Regions from separate parts of the Mus musculus genome. Here all the other regions are linked to region 2. A link is a contact called in public promoter capture Hi-C and targeted proximity ligation data. All regions are on one chromosome and are shown on one strand. The core of a region is the stretch at or near the end of the contact, and the rest is flanking DNA. Distances in the headings are between cores, read along the strand shown.

Region 1 (2,700 bases), core at 105-2,604, 48 kb before region 2:
ACTTTCATTATCTATTTCTGCTGAAGTGCATTTGGGTTGTTTCCATTTCTAGGCTATTGTGAATAGGATGGCAATGAAGATGGCTGAGAAGTATCTTTGGATAGGATGTCAACTCCTTTGAGCATATGCTAAGCAGTGGTATAGCTGGGCCTTTGGGTAGATTTATTTTTAGTTCCTTGAGGATTCTCCATACTGATTTCCAGAATGGTTGTGCTAATTTGCATTTCCAACAGTGAATGAAGATTTCCCTTTCCCCACAGCCTCACCAGCATCTGTTGTCAATGTTTTTGATCTTTGTCATTCTGATTGGAATTAAGGTAAAATCTCAAGGTTGTTTTAATTTTCATTTCCCTAATTGCTAAGAATAATGAACACTTTTTGAGCTATTTCTTAGCTACTTTCATTTCTCTATAACTCTGTTTAGTTCTCTTGCCCATTTATAATTGGATCATTTATTTCCTTGAATGTTTCTTGTTTGTGTGTTTGTTGTATCCTTAAAAGGCTAGAAAACATAGTCACAATTCACTGTTTATTTTTATACTATAAGGCATATTGTTAAACAATAACTTTTTTTTAAAGAAGATAACTCCATTTGCAAAATGAGGAAGTATGATTGAACAGTAAAAACAGATTTTGGAGACAGAAGGACTGGCTCCTTCACCTATCCCTTGATATTTATCCTTTGGCAGTTTGGCCCTTATATTCCTCAGTTTGAGCACTGAATATTGTCAAATGTGCCACTGCAATGCATATTGAAACAAACCAAGCACCATGTATAGGACCTCGGGCATACCAGATATGCCAAAGGTTTAGCTCCTTTATGTTTCATAAGCAAGTTCATGAAAATTTCAAGAGAAGTAGTAAGTCCAAACACCAACATGCAAAAGTTAAGAAACCCTAGTATTTGTGATTGCTGCAGTCCAGGAAATATTTAAGATACTTGCATATATTATGTTTGGCCTTATTAAATTGTTTACCTTGGTGATTTGGCAGTTGAAATCACAACAAACACATGAATATAAACAATTAGCCTGAAAAACAAAATTCTAAAGTATATGTAGCTATAATTAGTTGTCTGGTAGAGTAACAGAGAATAATTGTGAAATATATGTGTGTGCATGTATGTATGTGTATATGTGTTTATATGTATAGGTATGCATATATATATAAATACAGACACAGGCACTCCTTTTGTGTGTGCCATCTATCTAGTTTTGTGTTTACTATATGCTTTTCAAGCAATCAGATAATAGAGTAAGCTTTCCAGGTTTCCTCTGTAAGAATCAAGAGGGCTGGCACACTCTAGAATTCTCATATTCTATGACTCAATGACTGGAATTCTGTGGTTCTAATACTATGTAACTGCTAAGGGCCCGTAGTAGAGGACTCAATGGGGCCCTAGGGAAGAAATACATCATGATTATTGCTACAATATCCTTTCACTCCTCTCCTAACAAAGCTCTTCCACTGAATCATGGAGTCACCATCTGAGGAGAAGAGAAGGAACCATGTCATCACTATAGACCCAAATGAAACTGTCTTGACTGCCTATCCATATAGACCTCATAGTTCTCTGCTGGATTTCCTTAAGGGGGAGCCAAAACTTTTAGGGGTGAGTTCTGCCTTATCATGGGTCATCCAGAGGGGAGAGAAGGTGTTAATCCTCCATGTTTGTCTACAGAGGTGGTTTTGTGAAATAACATTCAGAGAATGAGTTAGTCTCCCTGGCCTTTCTTCTGCAATATATCCTTCCTACAGTGAAGGGAGTTCACAAATCTCCACCTTCCTAGAGCAGCTCTTCACAACTAGTGGTTGCTGGTGGGGGTGGATCAGTAATTTTCTTCAATAGTGTAGCTACTGGTAGGTTTTGCCCATGCTCCAATAAACCCATGAAATAAGCACCTCTAATTAAAGTCAGTGAGTCGCCAAAAGGACTTGAAAATGAAAGAGGAGTTGGAAAGAAGAAAGAGTCAGCATGGGTGGGAGAGGGTAAGAGAGGGTAACAGGGTAAATGTGATAAATACATTGAATACATATACAAAATTTTCATAAAACTTAAAAGCAGCACATCGAAGTCAATTTTTTGTGCAAGAAAATCGTATCCAATGAGAAGAGTCACTACGTGCCACTTCCCTGGATTTTGATTAAAAGAATGAGAAACAAAAGATCTCTTTAGAAGTACAATGCACAGTATGTCTTGGGTAGATATGTTAGCTCTCGGCTGTCAATGCAGAAATGCTTCTGAGGTGATGGATTAAGTAACTCTCAAGAGTGGCTGATCTAATAACTCACCTAACTCCAAGGAGGTACTAGGGATGTTTCTTTGTGGGTTGGGAGAGCTAGTTCTGACCTTTGATGACTAGCACAGGGAAGCAGGAAACTATATAATTTTTCTAAATACCTTCTTGAGGAAGTGACCCCAGGATGTAGCAATACCTTATGCAGAATTAAGAAGCCAATGAAAGTGAGGTCAAACTCCATCAGTGGAGTCTAGGTCTAAAGGATGCATAACCACAGGCTTAATCAACATGGAGTGAAAAAGAGTTTTAAAAAAAAAAAAAAAAAAAAAAAAAAACCTTGTCTGTACTGAACATGCACAGTTAGTTTTCTTGTACCCATTCCACAGACAGTACAATAAACAACTACTTCCTGCCTTTACATTCTCTTAAGTATTGTATTCACTCCTAGGCAGATGATGCT
Region 2 (2,826 bases), core at 232-2,731:
CAACAGTGGGGAGAGGGAACTCGTAGAATCCACCTCCAGTAGAAAAATAGGGCATCAAGTGGAGGGATTGAGATTGCCATCCCACAGTCAAACCTCTGTCCCAGAATTGTTCCTGTCTAAAACAACCACAGGGATAAAAATGGAGAAGAGACTGAGGGAAAGGAGATTCAGTGACAGCTCAACTTAGGATCCATCTCAAGGGGAGGCTCCAAGGCTTGACACTATTATTGATGCTATGATGTGCTTACAGATAGGAGCCTAGCTTGCTTGCCCTCTGAGAGTCCCAACAAGCAGCTGACTGAGACAGAAGCAGATACTTATACCCAACCAATGGACTGAAGTCGGGGGTCCCTGTGGTTGAATTAGGGAAAGGCTGGAAGAAGTTAAAGAGGGTGACCTCATAGAAAGACCAGCAGTCTCTGAGGTCACTCAAACACTGAGTCACCAACCAGGCCGCATACACTAGCTAATCTAAGGCCCCTGACACATATACAGCAGAGAACTGCCTGGTCTGGCCTCAGTGAGAGAAGACTCGTCTAACCCTCAAGAGACTTGAGGCCCCAGGGAGTGGGGAGGCCTGGTGGGGGTTGGAGGGAACATACTCTTGAAGACAAGCGGGAGGAATGGGATGTTGAACTGTGGGAGTGTGGACAGGGAGGGAGTAATGACTGGACTATAAAAATAATAATAATAAAACAAAACAAAAACAGCTTTAAACAAAAAAATTAATAAAAAGTCTAACATGCATGAGGTTGTATATGGAAAAGAGGATATGTCTTGAGAAAATCTAATATTTGCCTCTTAAATGTTTATAGACTTTCCCCCACATCACCAACTTCTTCCACTTTGCTGCTTGCTCTAACACTAAAGTCAGCCACTACAGCTCTAAGCAATACTGCAAAGAAAGGGAAGCAGGAAGGAGAAGGGTGGGCTCATATGTAAAAGTGCTGTCTCGGTTCACAGCACCCGAAATGGGAGCTGAGTCTTGCCTAACACTTCTGGGTGCATTGTTCTATGGAGACAAATTAGATTTCAGGCCATTTCTGCTAAATTTGACGTGAGATTTACATGGCCCTCTAGAGCTTTGAGTATGAGCAGATGACGGGACTGTTTAAAAACCAACAGATACAGTGCTCCCAAGTGTACCTTCTCAGGGATTCCGACTTTTTGCATGGGTGCCCCACCACCACCTACTCAGCCCCAAAAGTGAAGCTCTAACAGCCCATCTCTGGAGAATTTCTAGCCCTTTTCCAGCCCTTAGGGACCCACCATCCACACCTGCTTACAGGGTGGGGGCTGCAGAAGTTCTTCTAATTAAGGTAGCATGAAGCATACCAGGCAGTCCCCAGGGTAATTTTTAAGAAGTGAAACCTGGTAAGGCAAAGCAAGGTGATTGGAGCGATTCTCAAGGTAGCAGAAGCTGCTAATTTCCTGTCACGTGGTGTCAATCAGAGGTACCACTCCAGGTCTGGTCTATCGCACTCATCTTCAAGTACTTGAGATAGAAGAGGCCAACTGATCTCAGCTGTGAGTGGCTAATTTGGCCCTTAAGCCTTGGAGCCTTGGAGCCTTGGAGACCCAGGTAAGGGTTAGGTCTGCTCTGTTTTAGTGACTCTAATAAAAGGAAAGGCCAGATGAAAAGGAGTGGTTTTAGGGACTAGAGAGTCAGCTCTCAGTCTGGGGTGTCCCTGGCAAGTGGCAGCATGATCTGAAGTGTGGTGATTTCAAGGCTGGATGGGCTACCCCTAACCTAACTGCTCCCCCTCTCAAAAATGACTCTGGGCAATGGGTGGTGAGTGGATTCTAACAAGGAGAAAAGGTCTCTAGAATGTTGTCTTCAACCTGGGGCACTACCACAGAGAAGCTGCATAACCTTGGGTGAGTTACTAAACTTCTCCATGCCTCAATTTCCTCACCCATAAAATGGGAGCAATATTGAGGTCCTCTGCACCATGAAGATTAAACCTAGAACACAGAATCTTTTTAGGACTGCCTAAAACCAAATTAGAAAATAATCCTGGCCACAAGAATCTAGCCCCATTCCTCTTCCTCCCGATGAGTTTTGTCTCCAAAGATAAAACTTCAATGTAAGCACCATCATAGATGGTTTTAATCTTACTATCTAGCATTTTCGGTGTGGCATTGGAATACTGAGCACAAATCCTGTTTTCTGTCTATGATCGAAGAAGCCAAGGGTGAGAGTGGGTGCTAGAGACAGGATAGAGGGATTGACTTTAACCAGGTGCTAATGTGCTCCTAAAACTAAACAGTAAAATAAGTATGCATGTATGTATGTATGTAGAGGTGAGGTGGAGAGAGAGGGAGAGAGAGAGAGAGAGACAGCAGAGAGACAGACACAGAGACAGAGAGACTTTCCCTGTTTTCCTTATAATGGTTTTGTCTCACTGATGGTCAGATGAAGTGGAGGTTATCATTTTGTGAATAGAAAGCATCCTGAGCATTTACCTGCCAAAGGAGGAAGCTGAGCTTAACGGTCTGTGTAAGACAGAGCTCACAGCATCAGCATCACAAGAGGCAGGTTTACCAGATAACCCCTGCACAGTTCCCTTACTGGATTGGCACTGGGTTTCAGGAGTTACATGGCACACTACAATAAAAGTAGTTGTAGAAAAGTGATAAACATGAACGGCTATTGACTTTGAAGAAATCCTTACCATCAGCCAAGGAACAGCCTGAGGTAACATGATGGTCCTTTTGTGGAGGTTGACAGAACGTGGAGAGAAACGGGAAGGACTAGCTCAAAGGTTTTGCAGATTCAGCAAAGCAGACAGGAGACGTGTCCAAGCATGACTGCTGAGAACACGG
Region 3 (2,829 bases), core at 39-2,538, 34 kb after region 2:
CTACTTTAGAAAAAATACATACAAATACAAATCCAAAAGAGAAAGGAAACCACCATTAATACACAAAGATAATTTAAAAGCAAACTCTTTTAAAAAGTCCTACTCCTAGCCAGGAAGCTAGTCACGATTGATGCTGCTAGGAGAAGGGAAATATGTTTTCCTCAACCGAATGGCCCTTGGTATCTACCATACTCCAGGACAGGCCACATGTTCAGGAGTAGTTGACCTACTTGGACTCCACAGTTGGTTGGTTGGCTATCCATTTTTAGAGAGAGAAAGAACATGAAGTCGGGTGGTTGGGGAGGTGATGGGGACCTGAGAGGATTTGGGAAAGGAAAAAAAGAATAAAATATTCTTTTCCATATATATTATATGAGCATATATTGTATGAAATTCTCAAAGAATAAATAAAAACAATATTTTCAAAAACCATTCTTTCCTAACCATTCATGTGGTGGTGGTGGTGGTGGTGGTGGTGGTGGTAGTGGTGGTGGTGGTGGTAGTGGTGGTGGTAGTGGTGTGTGTGTGTGTGTGTGTGTGTGTGTGTGTGAAAAGAATTGACACTGATCCCACTTGCTCAATGGATCTCACCACATGTGAAACTTGACAGCCATGGGGCTTTTGAAGGCAAGAATATACATTGGATCTCTGTTCTTAGGACACTTGTTTGCACCTCTAAGACACAAATGAACATGAATAGTTAGACTGCCTCCAAAATTATAACATAACAGTATTGAGAATTATAAGGGTTGATTGACCTGTAAAGGTATTAATAAAATGGTAAGTTAAAAGGGTGTAGTATAGAAAACCTACACAATCTACCTTAATTTGGTGAGTCTTTACAACACCATGTACATCTGTATGTAACACGAATCCTGGCACACGAAAGTTTGCGAATCCTGATGAATTATCCTCAGTAGCAGTGTCCAGGTGTCCAGAGTGCAGGCACTTTTACTCCTCCTCTTTCTGTTCTTCATTGTCTGTGTTTTACAGTTGTACTTGTCTGGTTTAAAAGGCACTAGAACGTGGTGTGGCACTGCTTTAGTGAGGGTCAGAAAGCTAAGGGGCTGGAGAAAGGAACAAGAAGTGTCTGGAAGTGTCACTTCCCAGCATAAGTGAGTCAGAACACACTTCCCTGCATAAATACAAACTACAACGCATTCTCAAATTTACAAATGGGGTGAAAGTGCTTAATGAAAGGACTTTGGAACTATATAAAGATAGGATAGGCTCGCTTGAAGCAAGGAAGTAAAGGCACTTATAAATCCCAGATAAATATCCAAGATCAGAGCAGAACATATAGCTGAGAAAGAGAGAGCCCAGAGGTTCTGGGAAGCTGCATAGGTCCACTGAAACCACCCTGCCTTTCTCGGTGGGTATGGAACGGGGCTGATCTGTTTGGGTGGGTTTGCTGCCACATTCTACTCTCTGGGTGGGAGAGGTGAAGCCAATTCTTAAATCTGTATTGAGACAGTTGACGAATGAAAGAGAAACCCGGAGAGAAACAAGACAATTACTACTAAAGGCACTTCAAGCGAATCTATAGACACATACCCATGTGTGTAAATCTAATGCTAAGGATAGTGGATACACATGTATGAAATTCCATGAATAGTAACCGGCAAGCAGGAACCCTTGGTGACAGTGTCGTGATCGAGGGTCCACGCATAACAGAGACACTGAAACACACAGTTTCTGAATATGATTCACTAAAGAGGCTTCTTTATGGAAAATGAAGACTGGGAAATCACCCTTCACTGGGTCAGCATTTTTTAATATTTGCTGAAAGATGATATTTTCAGACATATGTCCTGCATGATTCGGTTGGAAGTGTCTATGAGTCACTGTGATGTTTCATTATATGCTATATAATACATTCTAAACAATAGTATCATTTTCCTTCTTTTCAAACAAAGGTGGAAAGGAGGTGGTAAGAAATTACAGTCATATTTTCCCATCTTTACTTGGATTAGTTCACCAGCTGGTTTTTCTCCTATTGCTATAGTCCTTATGCTTTATAATTCACCAGAACTTTGGTGTTTTTATTTATGTGTTTGTGTGCTTGAAAATGGTTGTTAGTTCTCATTTTTCAGAAAAAAGCTGGTTGTAAATAGCTTATCATTTGCTAAGAGAAAAAAATGTGCTAACTCCTTTAAAAAAAAAAAAGAAGAAGAAAAGAAAAGAAACAAAACTATGACAATAGACTCAGCACTGAGCTGACTGTCTTCCCTTTATGTGGATCCTCATTTTGACTGGAGGATCTGTTTGGGTCCTCATTTTGATTGAAGGATCAGTTTGGATCTTCATTTTGATTGGAGGATCACTTAATCCTGTTTCCCTGGCATCACTTCCACATCTACATACTAGGTCATTTTCATATGAACCAAAAAATGTAGAACTGGGTCATTTTCTAATCATTTTCTAAAACTTCAGCAGTTTGGGCACAAATCCATCCTGAGATGTGTTTTACAGAGTTAGGTATTAATAGTCTGTGTTCCATGTGAAACTTCCATGTTCAAAAACTAGATCACAGATAAGAAGTCTTAAAATTTCCCTAGCAAAGTTATCAGAGACAAAAAATACACACTGTGTGTGTGTGTGTGTGTGTGTGTGTGTGTGTGTGTGTCCCTCCCTCTCCTTCCCCTCTCATAGAACAATCATTTAATTCTATACTTTTTAAAGCCCAGGAAAATTCTTGTTCTGACTTTATACACCCATCTCCTGTCTCCTTGCTCTTGGCATTGACCTTTTGAAGTTCAACCCATTTCACCAAATGGACACGCATCCTCTATTTGAAATAAGATAATAAGAAATAAGATGGGTTCTAAT

What was found. Promoter capture Hi-C pulls out the DNA fragments that hold promoters and counts their contacts.
Region 1: a contact with region 2 is called in a promoter capture Hi-C map of macrophages, with 7 read pairs. A contact is called at or near these places in 1 of 39 promoter capture datasets (macrophages), 6 of 484 Hi-C or Micro-C datasets (bone marrow-derived dendritic cells, bone marrow-derived macrophages, centrocytes and 3 more), 5 of 130 datasets of targeted methods (CD8 T cells, bone marrow-derived macrophages, embryonic stem cells and 1 more) and 4 of 9 other capture datasets (adipose tissue, liver, macrophages and 1 more).
Region 3: a contact with region 2 is called in a targeted proximity ligation map of neural progenitor cells, with 7 times the contacts expected there. A contact is called at or near these places in 3 of 39 promoter capture datasets (embryonic stem cells, fetal liver and macrophages), 3 of 484 Hi-C or Micro-C datasets (bone marrow-derived macrophages and nephron progenitors), 3 of 130 datasets of targeted methods (bone marrow-derived macrophages, embryonic stem cells and neural progenitor cells) and 3 of 9 other capture datasets (adipose tissue, liver and pancreatic islet).

The regions. Positions count from the first base shown.
Region 1 is chr19:11,313,108-11,315,807 of GRCm38.p6, reverse strand. Ms4a14 (membrane-spanning 4-domains, subfamily A, member 14) reads left to right here and starts at 1,354. Exons shown (of 6, transcript NM_001377045.1): 1 at 1,354-1,612. The coding sequence starts at 1,475.
Region 2 is chr19:11,264,804-11,267,629 of GRCm38.p6, reverse strand. It overlaps Ms4a1 (membrane-spanning 4-domains, subfamily A, member 1), which reads left to right and starts at 1,481. Exons shown (of 7, transcript NM_007641.6): 1 at 1,481-1,582. The region is part of intron 1 of 4930526L06Rik (RIKEN cDNA 4930526L06 gene); the gene reads right to left.
Region 3 is chr19:11,230,912-11,233,740 of GRCm38.p6, reverse strand. Ms4a12 (membrane-spanning 4-domains, subfamily A, member 12) reads left to right here and starts at 1,288. Exons shown (of 7, transcript NM_001374133.1): 1 at 1,288-1,372. All of the region lies in intron 1 of 4930526L06Rik (RIKEN cDNA 4930526L06 gene), which reads right to left.